Linked DNA regions of Mus musculus: regions 1, 3 and 4 are each linked to region 2. Evidence: chromatin contacts called from public HiChIP or PLAC-seq and promoter capture Hi-C data. All regions are on one chromosome and are shown on one strand. Each heading gives the region's core, a stretch centred on a gene start, on an enhancer-like site or on the middle of the called end of the contact. The rest is flanking DNA. Distances are from core to core; before and after follow the strand shown. Region 1 overlaps Elmod2 (ELMO/CED-12 domain containing 2). Region 2 holds the start of Ndufb7 (NADH:ubiquinone oxidoreductase subunit B7). Region 3 holds the start of Ddx39a (DEAD box helicase 39a). Region 4 overlaps Clgn (calmegin).

What was found. HiChIP or PLAC-seq counts read pairs in DNA pulled down with a chosen protein or histone mark. Capture Hi-C pulls out chosen DNA fragments and counts their contacts.
Region 1: an H3K4me3 HiChIP or PLAC-seq map of embryonic stem cells shows a contact between it and region 2, with 3 times the contacts expected there. The contact joins the enhancer-like site here to the promoter of Ndufb7 in region 2. A contact is called at or near these places in 1 of 39 promoter capture datasets (erythroid cells), 3 of 484 Hi-C or Micro-C datasets (CD4 T cells, erythroblasts and pre-pro-B cells), 4 of 115 datasets of contacts at active chromatin or transcription factors (bone marrow-derived macrophages, embryonic stem cells and large pre-B cells) and 2 of 9 other capture datasets (liver and pancreatic islet).
Region 3: a promoter capture Hi-C map of adipose tissue shows a contact between it and region 2. The contact joins the promoter of Ddx39a here to the promoter of Ndufb7 in region 2. A contact is called at or near these places in 3 of 39 promoter capture datasets (erythroid cells, liver and stem cell-derived epiblast-like cells), 2 of 484 Hi-C or Micro-C datasets (CD4 T cells and embryonic stem cells), 3 of 115 datasets of contacts at active chromatin or transcription factors (double positive thymocytes, effector CD8 T cells and embryonic stem cells) and 3 of 9 other capture datasets (adipose tissue, liver and pancreatic islet).
Region 4: an H3K27ac HiChIP or PLAC-seq map of microglia shows a contact between it and region 2, with 4 times the contacts expected there. The contact joins the enhancer-like site here to the promoter of Ndufb7 in region 2. A contact is called at or near these places in 1 of 484 Hi-C or Micro-C datasets (the G1E-ER4 cell line), 4 of 115 datasets of contacts at active chromatin or transcription factors (embryonic stem cells and microglia) and 2 of 9 other capture datasets (embryonic stem cells and liver).

What each region holds. Positions count from the first base shown.
Region 1 is chr8:83,314,308-83,319,366 of GRCm38.p6, forward strand. Elmod2 (ELMO/CED-12 domain containing 2) reads right to left here. Exons shown (of 9, transcript NM_178736.5): 7 at 3,424-3,492; 8 at 2,494-2,627; 9 at 1-2,154. The coding sequence ends at 2,009. Among named protein-coding and RNA genes, the nearest start is that of Elmod2, 16 kb to the right of the region's middle. Within about 2 kb of position 1,559, at least 11 of the 459 cell types and tissues checked have an H3K27ac peak or open chromatin away from gene starts, as enhancers often do. A contact at or near this core is called in embryonic stem cells, where this site is marked.
Region 2 is chr8:83,563,401-83,568,819 of GRCm38.p6, forward strand. Ndufb7 (NADH:ubiquinone oxidoreductase subunit B7) reads left to right here and starts at 3,358. Exons shown (of 3, transcript NM_025843.3): 1 at 3,358-3,530. The coding sequence starts at 3,419.
Region 3 is chr8:83,713,668-83,718,608 of GRCm38.p6, forward strand. Ddx39a (DEAD box helicase 39a) reads left to right here and starts at 1,510. Exons shown (of 11, transcript NM_197982.3): 1 at 1,510-1,670.
Region 4 is chr8:83,416,915-83,421,939 of GRCm38.p6, forward strand. It overlaps Clgn (calmegin), which reads left to right. Exons shown (of 15, transcript NM_009904.4): 9 at 3,290-3,403; 10 at 3,505-3,655. Among named protein-coding and RNA genes, the nearest start is that of Scoc, 23 kb to the right of the region's middle. Within about 2 kb of position 1,532, at least 5 of the 459 cell types and tissues checked have an H3K27ac peak or open chromatin away from gene starts, as enhancers often do. A contact at or near this core is called in microglia, where this site is marked.

The DNA.
Region 1 (5,059 bases), core at 309-2,808, 250 kb before region 2:
AACAAAAAAAAACAAACAATATCTGTAATGTACAAAGGAGGATTTAAGGACTGTGACATTAACCAAACCATGACAATATGTTCTTAACATCATTAGAGATTTTTTTCTGCCAGAAAATAATTACTTATTATTATTATTATTACTTCCTCTTTCATACTTCAAGTATGCTTTTTGTTACATATGCTGATAAAGAGTTAAATCAGTTCAAGATCTAGGCTGCTCAAAGATTAAAATACATGCATAAGTACTTTTAGCACAAAAGTTAAAGACTAACACAGCTGCTTTCCATGGAGGACTTCACACTATAATACAGTGGACAACAATGGTAACCATGGGCTCCTTGTTAGGGTTTTGGTACACAATGCATCCTAAAACCTGGGTGACAAAAGATTTCTCAAAAATGAAATTACTGTATTACCAGGGTCAACAAGTCCCCTATAAGAAATCAATTATTAAATTCCTATAATACTGAAAAGCTGAATCCTTTCTAGTATTATAAAACAAAGCTACTTTTAAAAAAAGTTTTATCTTCCTTAAGGAAAAGCAATTTGAACCCATGCTCTGCAACACAGTGCTATACAACACTCCAGCTGTGGCTCTCTGATGGGACATCCGTACTGCACATGACTTTCTCATGCTTGCTCTCTCCCCCCAACCCCACAAGTGGGAAGACAGGCTTGACAGAAAACATGAACAAATTGTGAGAAAACAGCAAACTTTCCGCTATCACACAAGCTAGTCTTTAAATACCTGATATTAAAAGATGTGCAAAACAGCACCATGTTTTAGGTTAACCTATCATGTTGTAGACTGGTTTCCACGGGACGTACTCAGTGCTTCTAAGTCCAATCATCTTTCTTATCTTTAGGCTCTTTTTGTTTTGCTCTGAGAACAAATTGCTAAAGCATGCCAAGAGGAAACCACCCCATTAGAATCCCCTCACATAGAATCCTCGACAATACTTGCTGCCCTCCTGAGACTTTGGAGAATAAAGCTATACAAAAATGCACAGTCATGATCCAGGCTATGGTAGCATGTCCCAGCCCACTAACCCAGGTCCCTACAATATTACCCAGAAACACCAGAGTCAAATCAAGGGCAAGCAAAAGTGAACAGCAGGTCAAACACACCAATGATAGGGAACAGATGTCTAAAAAGCTCTCGGTTTTCTTCTTGTGTAAGTTTCAAAGACAGTTTTATCGAAAAAGAAACTATGTTTCAAATGCAGTCCAGATTTTCTCAGCAGAGGCACCTCCTTTCTAAACACACAGGCGGGGTTCTCCCAGGGGGCTCTGAGGAAGGTTCCTTCTACAGCTGATAAAAACAAATACTGACCTGGAGTAAATGCCTAGACTCCTTAGGATAAAACCTCCCACACGGGCTACTTATAAGTAAGAAGCAGCCATCAGTACTGCCACGTCTCGGTTCTTTAGTCAGTGACCAGAAAAATCAAAAGGAAGCCATGATTGTCCACCTTCCCTGACAGAGTCATGTGCCCTCTGCTCCAAGGACAGGACATCTTGACAAGAGCTAAAGACACAAAGAAAGCCTCAGAGGGCACCCTGTGCTGATTTGCCTAGAAATAAAAAGACAAAGGGCATTCAAAAGCCACTTCCAGAGCAAACAATGACCCTGCAGAATTTTCAAAAAGACACCAGCTTGGGAGCACCACACATAAAATGACAACAGACTTGTGCACATTGTGATCAATTGGCTAACTATAAATATACCTGATTTATACTTTTAAACTAACAGGCTAAGACCCAAGTTCCAAACTGTAGTTCATGTACCTCCGGAAGGGCTCTTTGGAAGGGTAAGGGACCTTTGGAGAACAGTGTATAAACAACTGTAAACATACACTGATTGTCCGCTAGCTTTCTTAAATAGAGTTTCTGAAGTATTTTTGTAGGAAATTATATGAGTGTAGTTAATCAGATAATTTCTATAATAACATATAAATTCTGTTGTGTGTGCAAAATGTGGTAGAAAGTGAAGATACACGGATGGTTCATGTTTTCAAAGTGAGCACAGCATTGCAATCCATCAAGAGTCCTTTGATCCGCTCGTGAAACTTCTCTCTGTACAAGTTGAAGTACATAATGCTTTCTGGCTCTTCCTCAAGCCAAAACTTGTCAAATTCATAGACAAGGTAACCTGCAAGTAAAAACACACAAATACATGTCCACAGGAGTAAAATCATCTATTTAGACCATCTTCAGAAAGTATATACGCATCTTGGGTCAGGGAGACAGCTTGGTGAATAAGGCTGCTTGTCACACCAGCCAGACAATCTGAGTTCAAATATAGACAGTAATGTTTAAAGTGCACTTAGAGATCATCTTCCATTATTCTCTTGGATAGCAAAGATCTTAAACAATAAAATGATAAGCATAAACTCTGTATTCAGAGGCATTAGGTTAAAAGCTCTATATTCTGCCTCGCTGAGTGTTAGAATTGCTCTTGGTCAGGTCTGGTTCTGACCCCGATACTCACAGTAAAACTGGTGGAAGTGCTCCATCGTTGGTACCCCAGGGACAAAGTTGTAGAGGTGAAGCTTCAGGGCCTCGCTCTTCAGTAAGCTATAAGCCATCTCTGTAAGGTTGATTCCAACTATTGCATAAGAATACCTACGTCAGAAACATTGCCAGTTACACAGCTAGCTGACGCTCGTAACAGCTTACAGCATGTAAAGAGCTCATTAGTCCACTCCAAACTGTCTCTACTGCACTCCTGACACAGGGCCTACTTTGCAGTAACCTCTCTGAACTCAGACAGTGAGAAAGATCAAAGTGCTTGTTGTTTTGTTTTGTTTGTTTGTTTGTTTTCAAGACAGGGTTTCTCAGTAGCCCTGGCTGTCCTGGAACTTACTCTGTAGACCAGGCTGGCCTTGAACTCACAAATCTGCCTGCCTCTGCCTCCCAAGTGCTGGGATTAAAGGCGTGCGCCACCACCGCCCCGCAAAGTGCTTGTTTTTTTGAAGACTGTTGTTTTCTGAATAGAAGCTAAGAAGTAAAAATAAAAGTTCTGACTGCAACATTTAAATACAATGAGGGACACCCATATACACCATGCTTTATTGTTCTAGTTATTATATACAAAGCAATATAAAGCTAATAACAAGGGCTCAATTTGCATTTTCTTTACTATTTTCAAAGCTAACTCAGATTTTCCTAAGTTTCTCCTTCTACTTTGAAATAGTCCTTGAAAAAAAAAAATGAGCCCTTATCTTTGTTTTATAAACTACATCATGTGATAAAATTTATTTTGGAATACATAGAACACTTATGATCATTTTTCCTTAAAATAGTTTATATTATCCTTTCTGCAGTTTCAATCATTAAAATAACATCATTTTAGGATACATTTTGAAATATACAGTCATTTTCACTTCAAGAGTCTAGTTTTTTTGTTTGCCCAGCTTACCCTAATTTGGGGTGATTTGAGCGGGAGAGAATCTGATGCGCTTCGCTGGTGTAGTTTTCACTGAAATACCTAAACAAGTCAAGGGAAATGATGAAGCGAGATGTCCCACCAAAAGCAGGGTAAATACTTCAGAGCAGGCACGTGCACTGTCAGACCGTGCCCTCGCTGCCACAGCTCCACCATCTCCACCTCAAGGCACCTGATGGCACCTGATTAAATAAGGACCACAGACAGACTGGCTCTTGGCAAGACCATTTCAGCAGAGAAATCACCTACAAAGGGATGTCCTATTTGCTTACAAAAGAACAGTTCTGAAATCTGCCAACTCTCATCCTGTCCAATACGAAAGTGCAGCTGCCGGGCCACTCTCCTCACTGTCTGTCCTCTCTGCCACGCTAGAGTGCGCGCTTGTAACACACTGCTGACAAGCAGATCATCACTAATGGACGTGGATGCTGGCCATCTTCACATCAGCCTATGCTCTAAATACAGTGAAGAAACTGCAGGTCATCAGAGGTACACCAAGACCCCTCCGCACAGTCTAGAGTCAGACTCTGTCACGTTACCCCAGGCTCAGTAGGAGTCTCTTCCAGTGGAGGCAGGGAAGTCACTTACTGTGTGATTTATCTTTAGGAAGCAGAACTACATAGAACTATTAAGCTTTAGGCATTGCCAAAACATGCATGCTTTTATAATTTAAAATAGCATAGATCTTGAAATCTCATTATGGCATATCCTTTCCCCAACAGCTTTACCCACATTGACCTAAACAATTTTCTCAGCATTAGTTTAGTTCAATTCAGATTTTTTTCACATTAAAAATTATCCAAAAAAAAAAAAACCTACTGGCTTCCCATTCTCAACATCAGTTACAATTTGTAAGTCACGATCACAGATAAACTCAAACACGATGGTGTATACACCTGTATAGCTATCTAGCAGAGTGGCTCCAACCATAAAAGTGTTTCATTGCTACTTCAGAACTGTAATTTTACTATTGTTATAAATCATAATGTAAATATCTGATATGCTGCCCCCAAAGGGGTCACAGTCCACAAGTAGAGAACCACTGGTATAAGAACTTGATCTTCCTCTTGCTTACTGGAAGAGTGCTGACTATCAGTTGTGATTTATATTGCATATCTGGGATTGCATGCATGTAGCCTAAATGCTGAGGGAACAGGCAGGTTGTTATAGCCTGGACTCAGGGTTCAGGTCAGGGCCAGAGGTAGTGAGGAGCATGTCACCTAACCTGGGTGTTGCCCCAAATGGAATCAGAGTCCACACAGTGGAAACAAGACGACAAAACCAGAAAGGGGTGGTCATGACTGTTAAGCAGATGTCAAAAGTGAGGCAGAAAGACACAGGAAGGGGAAGGCACTGGAAGTATACATACACACACAAACATGCACACATACACACACAAACATGCACACACACACACAGACATGCGCACACACACAGACAGTTGTGCACACACACACAGACATGCACACAAGAGACAAACTCGGCACACGTACGTGCATATGCACACGTGCACACACACAAACACACACAATGTCTTTGAATGTTGTCAACACACTAGCAAACATGCGCATTATACCTATGAAAACTTAAGAGTTAATATGAAGCAACT
Region 2 (5,419 bases), core at 2,108-4,607:
GTGTAAGGCTCGGGGAATGTTGTGGAAGAAATGCACAAAAGACTGTAAGGGCCAGAGGACCAGGACATCTGCTGTGTGGGTGTCTTCTGCACATGACAGGGAAGCTGCCCACGTGAGACCTGCACAACCACACTAGTTGGTACCTGGTAAAGGAAAATCTCACAAGGCCTCATCCTTAGATGAACTACAGGCAATTAATAGCAGGTGAGAGTGGAAGAATCAGAACATGACAAAGTGGACAAGGAGAAGCCGACACGGCCTCAACCCTACACAAAGAACTACAGGCAACTAAGAAATCTGAGCGCAGCAGAGGTGGTCTTCCCCTGGGAAGAGCTCACCAACTAAGTAATTGCCAAACAGTAGCCCTGAAAACAGACATAGGAGTAACACTATACAGACTGAGCTGGTTATATTTAGGAGCATATATGTATATGCATATATGGATGCAATAACAATGAAAAGGAGGCCATTAATTTGGAAGATAGTATGGAAGGGTATATGAGAGGGTTTAGAGGGAAAGGGAAAATGTGATTATAAGCTCAGAAATGCAAAAGAGCTGGGTGTGGTATCGCACCCCTTTAATCCCAGCAGTTGGGAGGCAGAGGCAGGCAGATGTCTGAGTTTGAGGCCAGGCTGGTCTGCAGAGGGAATTCCAGGAAAGCCATGGCTACACAGAGGAAATCCTGTCTCAGAAATACAAAAAAGGAGAGAGAGAGAGAGAGAGAGAGAGAGAGAGAAAGAGAGAGAGAGAGAAAGAGAGAGAGAGAGGGAGAGAGAGAGAGAGAGAGGACAAACTAACAAGAAAGGGAGAACATAGAAATACAAAAGACAGTGTGTGTGTGTGTGTGTTTGTGTGTGTGTGTGTGTGTGTGTGTGTGTGTGTGTGTGTGTGTGTGTGTGTGTGTGTGACACAGACTGAGATCCAGAGACTGAGGGGATAGACAGACAGACAGACAGAGACAGGAAGTGTATAACAGAGATAAGCAAAGACAGAACGAAAGAGTGTGTGTGACATGCTCAGAGAGACAGAGTGTGAATGAGTATGTGTAGGACACAGAATGTGATAATATGTGTGAAACAGAGACAGAGTATGTGTGACAGAGACAAACAGAGAATAAGACACGGGGGTGAGAACGGAGAACGAGACATGGGGCATGTATGAGAGACGCCAAGAGAGACAGAGGTTTGTGTATCAGACACAGAGAGACCGACACGTGAATTGTGTGTGTGTACATGGAGACAGAGACACAGAGTATATGTCTGACACAAAGACAGAGTGTTTGCACGTCACAGAGACATAGACAAGAAAGAGAGACAGGGAGGGGGAAAGACAACATGTATGTGCTCAAGCTCTGTCCAGTGGAGAAGAGAGGCTCCTCCTGGCTGCCTTCAGACCAAGGTGCAGAACGCTCAGCTCCTTCTCCAGCACCAGGCCTGCCTGGATGCTGCCATGCTTCCCACCATGATGATAACAGACTGAACCTCTGAAACCATAAACCAGCCCCAATTAAATGTTTTCTTTGTTTCTTCACAGTGATAAAACCCTAACTAAGCCACTCAGTTTTAAAGTACTGTCTCACAAAGGCAAAGACCTATGTTTGATCTCAAGAAGCCACACTGTGCTACCTGCTTTTTATGTCAACTTGACATAGGTTAGAGTCACTGTGGAAGAGAGAGCCTCAGCTGAGAAAACACCCCACCAGATTGGCCAAAGGCAAGTCTGGAGTACATTTTCTTTCTTTCTTTTTCTTTTCTTCTCTTTTTTTTTTTTCCTTTTTTTTTTTGTACATTTTATTTAGTGGTTGACATGTGGTGTAACCCCTGAGGTGGTGGCCATGGGTACTAAAAGAAAGCAGCCTGAGCCAGGCGGTGGTGGCGCATGCCTTTAATCCCAGCACTTGGGAGGCAGAGGCAGGCGGATTTCTGAGTTCGAGGCCAGCCTGGTCTACAAAGTGAGTTCCAAGACAGCCAGGGCTATACAGAGAAACCCTATACAAAGAAAAGAAAGCAGCCTGAGAATGCCAGTAAGCAGCACTCCTGGGTGGCCACTGTGTCAGTTCCTGCCTCCAGGGTCTGTGTTCCTGTCCTGACTTCCCATCAGGACATTCCCGTCAGGACATACTGCATTCCAGACCGGGAAGTAAAACACTTACCTCCCCAAATGGCTTCTGGTGGTATTTCATCACAGCAATGGAAACCCTAACTAAAATACCATGTAAAACAGACGCTGGGCATGGCAGCCCAGAGGAGACAAAGACAAGAGGATCCCTGGGGCTTACAGACCAGCCCGCCTTGGGGAGCTCTGAACAGAGAGGTGTGCTTAGTCTGAGTCAAATAAGCTGTCCTGGATGAGAGGAGAGAGCAAGCCAAGAGAGGACACACCCTGACAGACACTTAGGAGCAAGGAAGAGAGTGGTTCCTTCAGAAGCTCTAGACCAAGAGCTTTTAAGACCATCAGGTTGGCTGCGCCCTCTCTGGTCAGGATTGGGCACTACGGACAGGCTTCAGTGGTAAAGCCTTCATTTACCATGTTCTAGACCAGGATCACAAAGTATTCATTTTAGAAGAACAACGACTGGAAGGAGGGCTCAGTCATTACTGTGATTGCTTTACCAACATAAAGAACTCAATTCAGTCCCCAAACCCCATGTAAGAAAACTCCTGGTGTGGGGGCACACGCTTGAAATTCCAGAACCACAGACAGGGTGCCCGGTTAAATCTCTCGGGCCTTCTAGACAGCCAGCCTCACCTACTTGAAGGGTTCAAAGCCAGTGGGAGACAGTGTCTCAAACAAGTTGGACAGAGACAGAGTAATGACCCCAGAAATTGACCTCTGACCACCAAATGCACTCATAAGCACACCTACGTATGTGCACTCACACCGACAAACCTAGGGAAAGTGTTTGGAAGTTCGAGTGTTGGAAATGGTAGTGTATATCTGTGGGAAAGCACTTATCTACCATATGCTAGGCCTGGGGGTCTATCCTAAAACCAGAAAAAAAAATTAATTTAAGAAAAAAAAAAAAAAGAGGAGGAGGAAGAGGAACGCGGAAGATGGTTCGGTCCAGGGTGTCCACAGTACCCATGTATACACATGTATACAGCAGGCTTGGTGGCACACATTTATAATCCTAGCACTGGGCAGAGCACAGGGGACCCTGCCACCTCCCCGCTTCCACACCCGCACTCCTCCCTGCAACTCCCTGGCCAGCCTGGCCTTCTAGCCAACTGGCGTTCGCCGCACCCGCTCTGTCTCCTCCACACCGCCAGGGGGTGTCAGCGAGCCAGGAAGCGTTCCATCGTTCATCTCTATGACCCCCGCCGCAGCCTAGATGACCCGGAAGACACTGAAGGGGCAGTGCTTCCAGGTGGGAGCGAGGTGACCCCGGCTACTAAAGAAGGGTAAGGCAGAGTAGCCATGGGGGCGCACCTGACCCGGCGCTATCTGTGGGATGCCTCGGTGGAGCCTGACCCCGAGAAGATACCCAGCTTCCCGCCGGACCTCGGCTTTCCGGAGCGCAAGGAGCGAGGTGAGCTCAGTGCGCAGGCGCGACCGCAGATCCCGCGGAACTCAGCTGCCTGCTTGCGGAGGGCCGGGTCGAGTCGGGAGGGCGACCTCCTTGAGTGTGGAGGCTGTGCGGGGATGGCTAAAGCAAAAGGCTGGGACGAGACAGCAGAGAACGGGAAGATGAGACTGCCCCGGTGCACTTCGTCCTGGGCACAGCGCGGAGCCTAGGACATGTTCTTTGCATCTCCATACATTGTCACTAGCATTTGGTTACGTACAATAATACAAGGTTGGGGGGCTGGAGCGATCATGCTCCTTGTCCTGTCTAGTGTGATGGTGCTGGGGGAGGAACCCAAGGCCTGTGTGTACTCGCAAGGTTCTCATTCTTCCTGTATAGGAAAATCAGAGTGACAGCTCTGGACAAAGTCCTAGTTTGGCACTTGGGATGCCCCAGGGTAGCAGAGAGCCACTGGCGCTGTCTTCAGGGAGCCCCCTGGACAAAGCAGCGTGTCCAAAAAGATCTGGGAAGCAAATTTAAGAGTGTAGAAGCACAGGCTAAAAGGGGTGTATATGAGATTGATGAAGCTGGTACCAGGGAGGGACAGAGCCCCACTTGTAAGCAGGGGAAAGACACAAATGACTTGCCTTACCAAAAGGTTGTAGTGTCGACTAGAAGATGGCTCCGTCAGTACTGAATCTGCAGAACATTTACCCACCTGACACCCTGCTTTGCCCATAGTCATTTTGAAAATACAGCACTCCCTGGCCGCCTCTCTTGCTTGGCTAATCCAAAACCCTGGTAAAACTCAGCTGGCCCTGCTGACCTGGTCTCCAAGTTGCTTCCTCACTCCAGACCCCCTTCTTATTTTTGAGTCAGACTAGTCTCTAACTCACAGTCCTTTCCCTTTGGCCTCGGGAGCACAGAGCTCATAGGCCCAGTGGTGCTCAGGGATGCTATAGCCTACATTGTTGCTTCTATAGTTCTTCACTGCCTCTTCATCTTAGGCAAGCTCTTGTGAGAAAGCAAGAGTAGCTCCTGCTCCCACACCCATGCATCTCCAAACTCCTTCCAAATGACTTGTCCCTAGCCTGGCGGAGTCCCCATTCCAGGTGAACCCCCCCCCACACACACACACACACCCCTTTATATCCTCCATCCACCCTCTACAATGAAAGGATCCTGCTCCCGAACCTCTCATCAGGCTCCTGTCCATGGTTTTGAAACACCCCCACAGGAACATCATGAGTTCCTGGGATGGATAGCAATCCTGTCTCAAAACCTAAGTATAAAAATCCCCGTTACTGAAGGGCTCCTCTCAAGGCTCCCAGCCAGCCCCAGCTCCACCTGTCATTCCCCACCTCTACCTTGCTCACCTCCACTTCCCTGCGCACTCTCACTGATTGTTCCTCGGCTCCCTTGACTGCCTTGAAGCTGCTGCCTCCTTTGTTCTGCCCTGGAGGCAGCTCACAACTGTGTGGTGTACACCAGTGCTGTCCACTTGATCTCCAAGGGGAGCCTTAACCTTGAACTTATAAATGACATTGCTGACTTTTGTTTTCTGAATTTTAGGGCTTTATTAGTGGTACATGTGTATGTGAGCACTCGTGTGCATTGACGGCCAGAAGTCTGCAGAGTGTCCTCCTGAAATCACATCCCCTTTCCTCCCCCAGGAGCCACCACCCCCTTCCACTGACACCTTAATTTTTAAGATAGGGTTTCACTCTGTAGCACAGGCTGGCCAACCTCTGAGTGTTGAGATCACAGGAGTAAGCCAACAAGCCCAGCCTGGGTTTTATTTTCCTTTTGAGACAGGATCTTGCTGTGTAGCACAGGCTAGTCTCAAAACTCTTACCTCAGGCTCCTGAGTGCCGAGATTGCTGGCTGTACCCCTCTGTCTTCAATGTCTGTCT
Region 3 (4,941 bases), core at 260-2,759, 150 kb after region 2:
TGAGCAAGCCCCCAACTAGATGCTTTCTTTTATGAGTTGCCATGGTCATAACTAAGAGTGGTTTCAGCTCTGCAGGGATGGAATCTAGATGTGTGGGCAGTTTGTTTGTTCATTTTGTGTTTGTGTTTTGAAACAGAGTCTCTCTTTGTAGCCCTGGCTATCCTGGACTTTACTGTATAGACAAGGCTGGCCTTGGACTCAAAGAATTCTGCCTGCCTCTAACTATCCTATGTAGACCAGGCTAGTTGAAAGCAGAGTTCTCTGCTTCTAGAGAACTGGGACTAAAGTTCTGTGCCACTCTGACTGGTTTTTGTTTGTTTGTTTGTTTGTTTGTTTGTTTTGTTTTGTTTTGTTTTGAGAGAGAGAGAGAGAGAGAGAGAGAGAGAGAGAGAGAGAGAGAGAGAAAGAATTATGTTTGTGGAAAGAAAGGATGAGTGTAGACAGCATTAACATCTAGAGTTTATTTATCTGGCAGGTAGCCTCTCAGTACCATGATCTAGACAATGTAGATTGTGTTTCAGGCTGGGGATTTTATAGCTAAGGATGGGGAAGGGAGAAGAAGGTTTCATAGGGGCAGAATGGGGGTTAGCTGTTTTCCTTAGACAAGGTCTTTTTCTATCACCAGATATCTGGGGTCAGGCAGCTGCTTTTCTTCTGCAATCCCCAAAGAGCTGGCTTTCTGGAACTATGAGCTCAGTTTACGGCCTGGGATTTTTGTTTTGGTGGTGGTACAATGTAGGGGTAAGAAAAACAAGGGCTGGAGAGATGGCTCAGCGGTTAAGAACGCTGACTGTTCTTTCACAGGTCCTGAGTTCAAATCCCAGCAACCACATCATGACTCAACCATCTGTAATGAGATCTGACGCCCTCTTCTGGTGCTGTCTGAACAGCTACAGTGTACTAAGATGTAATAATAAATAAATCTTGCCAGGCCTGGTGGTGTACGCCTTTAATCCCAGCACTTGGGAGGCAGAGGCAGACGGATTTCTGAGTTCGAGGCCAGCCTGGTCTACAGAGTGAGTTCCAGGACAGCTAGGGCTTCACAGAGAAACCCTGTCTCGAAAACCAAAAATAAATAAATCTTTTTAAAAAGGGGGGCTGGGCGTGGTGGTGGACGCTTTTAATCACAGCACTCACACCTTCAATCACATGGAGGAAGAGGCAGGCAGATCTCTTGAGGACAGCCTGGTCACAGATGGAGTTGTTCCATGACAGCAGGGCTACCCAGAGAAACCCTGTCTCGAAATGATACAACCAAACAAAAGAGTCAGGGCTTCTAAGCTAGGCAGGCAAGGACACTTTAAAAAGCTGGGGCACATACACGCGCAATTAACGTGCGGATGCCAGCTAAAAGTGGCAGTATCCACTGTGGCCCTTAACTCATCTCACGTGACTGGGCGGGAACCGCCGCTTAGCCCACTCCCCCTTTGGACACGCCTACTTTACGACTGCCCAATGAACCTGAGTCTAGGTACGCCCAATAGCCGGTCGACAGCGTCCTTATAAACCAACCATCATCCTTTCCTCTGTTGAGTGATAAGCCAGCTATCCAGTGAGCGAGACTCGAGTTGGGCTCCAGGCAGGAAGCACTGTAGCGCGCGTCCAGGGTCGCGGCGTAGAACCGGACGGGTGGCTCTCTTTGCAGCTCGCGGAGGCGAACCGGGCGGCAGGTAAGTGGCGGGTCCCGAGGCCGGGGCCGCGGTGCGGGGCTGTGGGTTCGCCGAAAGGGAAGCTGCGGGGCGCGGTGCAGCGGGAGGAGTGGGCGCACAGCAGCGGGACGGTTAGGCACCTCGAGCCGGCGGCCGTTGGGCTCCATTGAGCATGCGCCAGGGGCGGGCCAGCCGTTAGTAGGTCGGCTTCCGGGGACGGTGATGGGAATGGCGGCTCTCGGAGGCCCCATGTGTACCGTGGTGGGATTGAGGGACCGGGCGGATCCACACTGCGTTTTCGGTCACGGCGAGAGGACTCAGGCTATCTGGGCAGACGTCCCGAGTCTGCAGTCACCGGCTTCCCGTCTTGTTCCGCCGCTCGCCCAGGAGATTCTTCTCCAGACTCTGATGCGGAAGGCCAGTGTCGCGCCTCTTAGGAACGTGGCCATTCACTCGGCGTCGCTTTCCCGGTGTGAGGCCGGTTCAGCCCGTTGCCTCTGGTCTGCCTGGACCTATAGTTGAAACTTTAGGTCTGTGACAGTCTGGGTTCACTTGTTTCATTTTCCTGGTTGAAGCAAGGCCTGACGTATTGGGGGTGGGGGGCCATACGCTCCGAGTTGCGCCTCAACTAGTTCCCGGAACCTTTTGTGTGCCTAGATTCTTGAGACAGGATCTCTTTACATAATCCTGGTCGTCCTTGAACTCTCTCTCTGAAGACCAGGTCGGGCTCGAACTCACTGAGGTCCACTTGGCTCAGTCCCCGGAGGTCTGGTATTAAAGGCGTGTCCCACTAAGCCCGGCTTCACATTTATCCTTTCACCAGCACAATAAATGTTTTTAAAGCAGTACTGCCTAAAGACAGAGTACACATATGAGAGGCCAGAAGATAGGTTCTCCTGAAATCGAGGTTGTTCTTGAAGTTTTTTATTTAGGTGTAAATATTTGAATGACTACCTGTGTGCAGGTGCTCTAGGAGGCCGGAAGTACTGACCCTGGAGTTAGAAGGATGTAAACTGAGAAACCTAACTCAGGTCGTGTGAAAGCATCATTAATTCTTAAGCCACATTGGCCACCTTGCCTAGCCAGTCTTAGAACTTAAAAGTTTTTTGGTTGTTGTTGAAACAAGATCTCACTGTGTAGCCCAGGCTAGCCTGGAACTAGAGATCTGTCTGTCCCTGTCTCAGGCATTTTTTAGAATTCATTTTTAATATATTCTAGCATTTGGGAAGTGGAGGCAGGAGGATCTGGAATTCGAGGCTAGTCTGGGCTACACACAAGTTTGAGGGCCTGCATGAGACTCAGTTTCAAATAGAAATAGGTACATCTTGGTCATTCAGGTGTTTGAACCCAGAGATGTGTGATTCTTTTCTCCCCAGGACTGGCTTTGAGCTCTTTGGTGACTCATCTTCTCGACTTCAGTACCCCACCCAGCTAATTCCCTTTCAGTGAATTAGTTTCTCCCTGCTGTTGCTCTTATCTTCCACTCCATCTTGAGCAAATTCTTACTGAATCACTCAACTCCAAGCCTAGTTAGCAACTGAAGTACACAACACAGGCCCTGGGCCTGCTCAGCTCTCCTCTCCTAGCTGTCTCTGCTTTAAACCTTTGCTGGGGTCTAGTGCTTTAAGGACTGATACCTAAGCATTTTCACTTGTGTATGTGTAGGGGTGTGTGGATGTGGGGGACTCGTACAGCACAGTGACAGCCAGGTGTGATGTAGCTGGAGTAGGCTCCCTCTGCCTGCTGTGGGAGTTGTGTAGCATAGGGATCAGTGGACACTGAGGAGGCTGTTGGTGTGATCCAGACAAAACAATGTAACCCAAAAATGACACCCGTGATATTCTTACATGCTGTGGCATCAGCACAATCAACTTGAATATGCTTCACCACCTTTCAAAAAGAAAACCTCTGGATGGGTTAGAGAGATGGCTGATTGATTAAGAGCACATGTTCTTTCATTCTTTCAGAGCACTGGGGTTCAATTCACATGATCTTATATTTGGCTATAAAAAGGAATTCAGCATTTATTCCCATTCTGGGTGGGTGTTGAGAATGGTAGAGTGAAGGAATCAAAGTAAAAGGCCAGGTGATGCTGTCTGAACCTATTTATAGAAAATGCCCAGAAAAGGCTAGTCTGCAGACGCTTCTTGGCAGAGTAACTGTCTGGGAGTTAGGCAGGCGATGGTTGTGGGCAGCAGGCTACTTTGTGGTTTGGGGGATGGAGTTCAGGGTTTTCTCACATGCTAGGCATTTATTGGTGAGCCACACCCCAGGCCCAGGGGTTTTTTAAATTTACTGATTTTGTTTTATAGAAGTGTTTTGTCTGAATGCATTTATATTCAGAGTGCATGTTTGGTCGGAAGGTCAGAAGAGGACATTGGGTCTCTTTGGAACCGGGGTTATAGACAGTTGTCGACCTTCATGTGGATGTTGGGAATTGAACCTGTGCTCTGAAAGAAAGATCATGTGATCATGTACTTTTAATCAATTAGCCATTTCTCTAGTTCATCCAGAAGGTTGGGTTTTTTTGGTTTTTGGTTTTTGGTTTTTTTTTTTTTTTTTTTTTTTTTGGTTTTGGTTTTGGTTTTTCAAGACAGGGTTTCTCTCTGTAGACCAGGCTGGCCTCGAACCTAGAAATCTGCCAGCCTCTGCCTCCCAAGTCCTGGGATTTAAAGGAGTGCACTACCACTGCCTGGTGTTAGAGCTGATTGTGTGAGCATGTTTGTGGCTCCTGAATTGTGTGCTTTGGTTGGTGAATTGTATATCATATGATTGTTTCAGTAAAGCTGTTCCAATTTTAAAGAAACAAACAAAAGGTCACTTCACCTTGGGACCAACCTTTGTGAGAAGTGGCTAGGTGGGCCTAACTGGATTTGGTAAGTGGAATTTACTGGATAAGATTTCTTGGTCAGTCAAGACTGCCCCTGAGAATGGCATAAATATTTTTGAGATGGGGGAATGTAGGTAGCCCTTGGGGTGAATCACAAAGCTTTGCTGTAGACCGCCTGAATTAAACTTGTAAGGATATGGGAAAGCAGCTGGTAACGGCTGTGGAGTGGAAAAGGTATATGGCTGTAGACAAAGTTGGGGAGAGTCAACATAGAAATGGCTGAATATCATTGGATAAAGTCATGGAGAATGAACAAGAGGGCTAGAAGTGGGTCCTAGTATGTTAGCATCCTACCTCAGGAAGATGGAACTATTTTTGCAGGCTAGGGAAGATGAGAGACAGGCCTGGCTGGTGTGTGCCTTGTACTTGGTGTATAAGGGATTAATAAAGTGTGTGTGGGGG
Region 4 (5,025 bases), core at 282-2,781, 150 kb before region 2:
CAATGCGAAGTTGCCAGCCTGTCTCAGGCTATGCTCCTGTGCAGTCCCTCCAGCCTTGTGGGAGGGTTTCAGCTGCTTTACATTTAGATCTCTGTGTTTGCGAGTTTTTGTTTTAGTTTTGGTTTGAGTGTAAAAGCTTTGCAGTGTCACTGTCTTACCTCACGGTTTGCACCTCTCGGCATCTGGTCCTTCACTACGGTGTCTATCAATTCTTTGCTGAAGTAGCATTTTTAGTTTGTCAAATATTTTTATTACTGTGTGTGTGTGTGTGTGTGTGTGTGTGCACGCGCGCGCGCGCGCGCGTGCCCCACAATGCCCTTGTGACAGTCAGAGGATAACCTGAGGTAGTCAGTTCTCTCCTTCCATTAAGCAGGTCCTGGGGATTGAATTCAGGTTGGCAGCAGGCATCTTTATCCATTGAGCCATCTTGCTGGCCCTAAAGTGGGTTTCTTGCAGGCAACACACATTCAATTCTTTCTTCCCTGCTTCCCATGAGTTCTCCCTGCTGTGACATGCTGAAAATGTGTTTCTATCAGTGTAGTTTTTTAAGGATAGTTTTCACTGACTACTAAGCATGGCTGAGCAGCGGCCTCTGACGAGGCACCCCTTTCCTGAAAGCTCACAGTTTGTAATGGTGGGTGGATGATCTCTGCCCAGCTTGTCACTTATTTTCAATTCTAAGGTATTCTCCCACATTGCCAGTTTTCAGATGTTTGCTTTTGCTATGTTCTGATATAAATGTCTTTTTCCTCATGGTGTCTTCCTGTTCTTTGAGCTTCTTAGAACATAGGCCTGCAGTTTGTGTGATGTGTAGATTTGGCTGCTACTCTACTGGGTATCCCGGCAGCTCCATGCATGTGTGTTTCATTGTTTGCCATTGTTCCTTCTGGTCAGTGCCAGCACCCGGCCACCTTGGGCGTGAACTCAGCAGACAGTCCCACTGCCCCCAGAGGAGGTACCACTTCCAGGTGCTCTAACACACCCAGGATCTTAGGATCCCTGATTTTGTTTTCTTTGTCTGTATGTGAAAAGTCATTTCCTCCAGTCATGTGTTTGCAAACATTGATGCAACCACCTGCACAGAACACGGGTCTTGTTCTTAGGAAAACCAAACATGTCAAGTACTGCAGATCCAGAGAGATGTTGTCCGTGGTGGGGTTGCCTTTCCCTTCAGACAAGCTTTGCAAAGGGCAGGAGGAGCAAACCACTTCCCAGCATCTCTTGATGAGTCCTGAGTACAGGGGTGCGTCCCCTGCGAACCCACACTGTTTCAGGCTTGTAGACCCAGAAAGAGGAAGAAGCTGTAGATAACAGCTTCATGCTTGGCAAATGCCTTAGATTTCTGTTAGAAGATACCAAAAGAAAGGCTTTGTCAAAAGCCAGCGTCTGGTTGCTTGTGAGTGTTCAGAGAATGTCCCTGAGGTCGGGTAGGCTGAGTCTGTGCACTAATAGGATTGGGTTTAGTCTGTGTTGCAGCCATGAGTGAGCAGATGGGGTCACAGCGTCCCCATCTCCGCAGCGGTAATGTTACGGTGACGTCATGGTCATTCTCCTAACACTCACCATGCTCGTGCCCCTCAGAGTTTTCTTCCTAAGTCAGTGTTGCTTTCTAAATTAGAATGCTAGAGGTATCGGAGAGTATGAAGAATCTTTTAAAATATGACATGAATTAGAAAAATCATAAAATGCTAATTAATTTAGCTTCTGGAAAACATACAGTCTGTGTATGGCAAAAGGAACAATAGAGTCATGGCCAGGCACCGTGTTAGAAACTTGTAGCTCAGCACTTGAAAAGTGTGAGCAGGTGGGTCAGGACATTAAAGTTATTCTTGACTACACAGAAAGTTCCAGGCTAGCATGGGTTACATGAGACCCTGTCTAAAGAAGGGCAAGGGAGGAGAAGAGAGGGGAGGGGGAGGGGAGGAGGAGAGGGGAGGGGAGGGGAGGGAAGAGAAAAGAAGGGAAGAGAAGGGGGAGATGGAGGGGATGGAAGTGGAGAGGGAGAAGAGCAGAAACTTTTATTTTAAACGTATGCGTGCTGGTGAGATGACTCATTAGGTAAAGGTGCCTGCCACTGGGCCTGATGGGCAAAGTTCCACCTTGGAGCCCACCTGGAAGAGAGAACCAGCTTCTACAAGTTGTCCCCTGACCTCTGACCTCCTGTGTGCTGTGGCATACGAGTCCACTCTCATGTGCGCGCACACAGACATATACAGAGAAATAATTAAATGTGATATTTTTAAAACCTGGAAAAGTAGAAAGAGGAAAGATTATATTTTTACAGTATATAGTCAACAAAGGGCTGATTTCATAATGTAAACTAAATAAGCTGCCTAGAGAGATATGAATGGCTTGGCTATGCACTCGCTCTGAAGTGTGTACCTAGCTTGGATGGAGAGTCCTTACTCCTGGATATCTGGACTAGGCCCCACTATCGACATTCCTCTCCGCATCGCCTGTCTTGCCTGAGCTCTGGACAGGATTGCCCACTGAGCTCTTGCTTCTGGCCCTGCAAGCTCTTTCTACACTGAGTCTGCACTGAGACGTTCCCGAGCCATTCCCACACACAGACATGGTCCACAGGCTTCTGAGCCACATGGTAGGAGGTGGTTGTGGAAACGAGCACAGTCCTCGGTGCAAATGTCTGGGTTAGATTTGCTTCACTGCGACAGAAAACACTCAGGAGTCAACACAGGAGGAAGAAATACCTGGGTTCAGTGTCAGCCATTCTATCCAGAGGTAGCCGGCTCCACTGTCGCTGGCTGTGCCATCAGGACACCTTGGAAAGAAGCATGTTGTGAAACAGCCCTGGCCACGTTGTGACATCAGCAAGCAGAGAAGGATCTCCTGCTTGAAATCCATTAAGCTAGGAATCTGAAAATAGATTAATTTGTGAATCAAAACCCTCATGATGCAGCACCCCTCCTCTAAGCTCACCTCACCGGGAACCAGGCCTCCATCACACAACGCAAACCGTGTCACAAGGCAGCCAGGGCATAACTTTTGACTGAGTTTGAGTGGCAAAGGCAAAATTGAGCTTGCTGAGTATGCAGTGTTATCCTTTATGTAAAAAAGTGTGTGCAGTGTGTGCATGGAACAGGAGACCACATACAACAAGGGAACAGTGTGTGTGGGGTGTGTGTGTGTGTGTTGGCCTGTAAAATGCCCTTAGTAGGCTCACAGGCCAAATGATAGGACATACTGCCATGGTACCTTCTGGACATTTTGACATGTGTATTTAAGAACTTCTTAGAAGAGTAAATTCACTGTTGTAACAATGTATTTACAGGGATGAAAATGAACCTGCCCAAATAGAAGACTCAAGTGCTGTTAAACCTGATGGCTGGCTTGATGATGAACCAAAGTTTATCCCCAATCCTAAAGCTGAGAAACCTGAGGACTGGTGAGCATTCCTTAGTTTCACGAGGTGCCAAGTGTATCTTGATTATTTACTACTTCTCATTGCTTCCTAAAAGCCTGGGAGCTAATATCTGATCATTGCAGGAGTGACGACATGGATGGAGAATGGGAGGCACCACATATTCCTAATCCAGCCTGTCAGATTGGATGTGGAGAATGGAAACCTCCCATGATCGATAACCCAAAATACAAAGGAATCTGGAGACCACCAATGATCAATAATCCTAACTACCAGGTGATAGCACTGTCCCCGTTCTGCAGTAAGGTCGGATCGTTTTATCTCATCCTCACCAGTGTCTGCAGCTCTTAGAAGTCTCATTTGTAATTTTATGAAGTTAAAGAAAGTCAACCGCTGGGTGTGGTGGCGCACGCCTTTAATCCCAGCACTTGGGAGGCAGAGGCAGGCGGATTTCTGAGTTCGAGGCCAGCCTGGTCTACAGAGTGAGTTCCAGGACAGCCAGGGCTACACAGAGAAACCCTGTCTCAAACAACAACAACAACAACAACAACAACAAAAACCCAAAAAGAAAGAAAGAAAGAAAGAAAGAAAGAAAGAAAGAAAGAAAGAAAGAAAGAAAGAAAGAAAGAAAGAAAGAAAGAAAGAAAGAAAGAAAGCCAACTAATTTAGGAAAGAGGGACTACATGGATCTCCCTAGGAGGGGAAGATAGAATAGATGTTATGGGTGGACTGCGGGTGGGTGGGGATCAGATTGGGGAGTGATGAGGTAAAGACAGAGAGTGAAGGGAGAGATGGCTGGGATTGGGGGACCACTTGAGGGATAGGAACCTAGTGCAGTGGAAACTTCCTGGAATCTATGAAGGTGATCCTAGTGAGGGGTCCTGGTAATGGGGAATACAGAGTCCCAACTAGTCATCTCTGTAGCCAGGCAAGGCTTCCAGTGGTGAGAGCAGGGCACATTCAATTGAGTCATTGGCTAAGAAGATCCCATGGAACTCCCTAAACAAGCCAGGCTGTTGCAAAGCGTTGCTGTCTGAAAGCTGATGGGGGTGGGGGTGGGAGAATGGGGGCAAGAGAATTGTACCCAGACACTTCCTGTGAACATGGAGAGGTTGCGCTGGTGCCTACCTGGAGTCCCCACCCTACATTCTAGTCTGTGGTGCAGGAAGGTACACTGTAAGCTACAGAAACAGAAACATGGACACCAGCCCAGCCACAAAACCTTTGACCTACAGTCTGTCCTGCCTGCAAAATATGCTAGGGCATTTGTGGCACAGAAATTGGTGGGAGTGGCCAGCCAGTGTCTGATCTGACTTAAGGCCCACTCCATGAGAAGGAGCCCATGCCCAGTATTGCTTGTGTGACCTGGAACCAGAGACTAAATAAATAGCACAGACCCCTAGGGTAAAACCAAACAGCAACAGTCTTTTAAGATAACATATCAATAAAAAAAAAATGAATGTAGCATCTTTTGTTGGGCGTGGTAGCACACACCTTTAATCCTAGTACTCGAGAGGTAGAGTTAGAAGGATCTCTGTAAGTTTAAGGCCAGTCTGGCGTACAGAGCAGACAGATAGGAAGGGATATAGAGATAGAATGATGGTTTACACACACAAATGTGGTTGTATATTCTAATTCTTCACTAC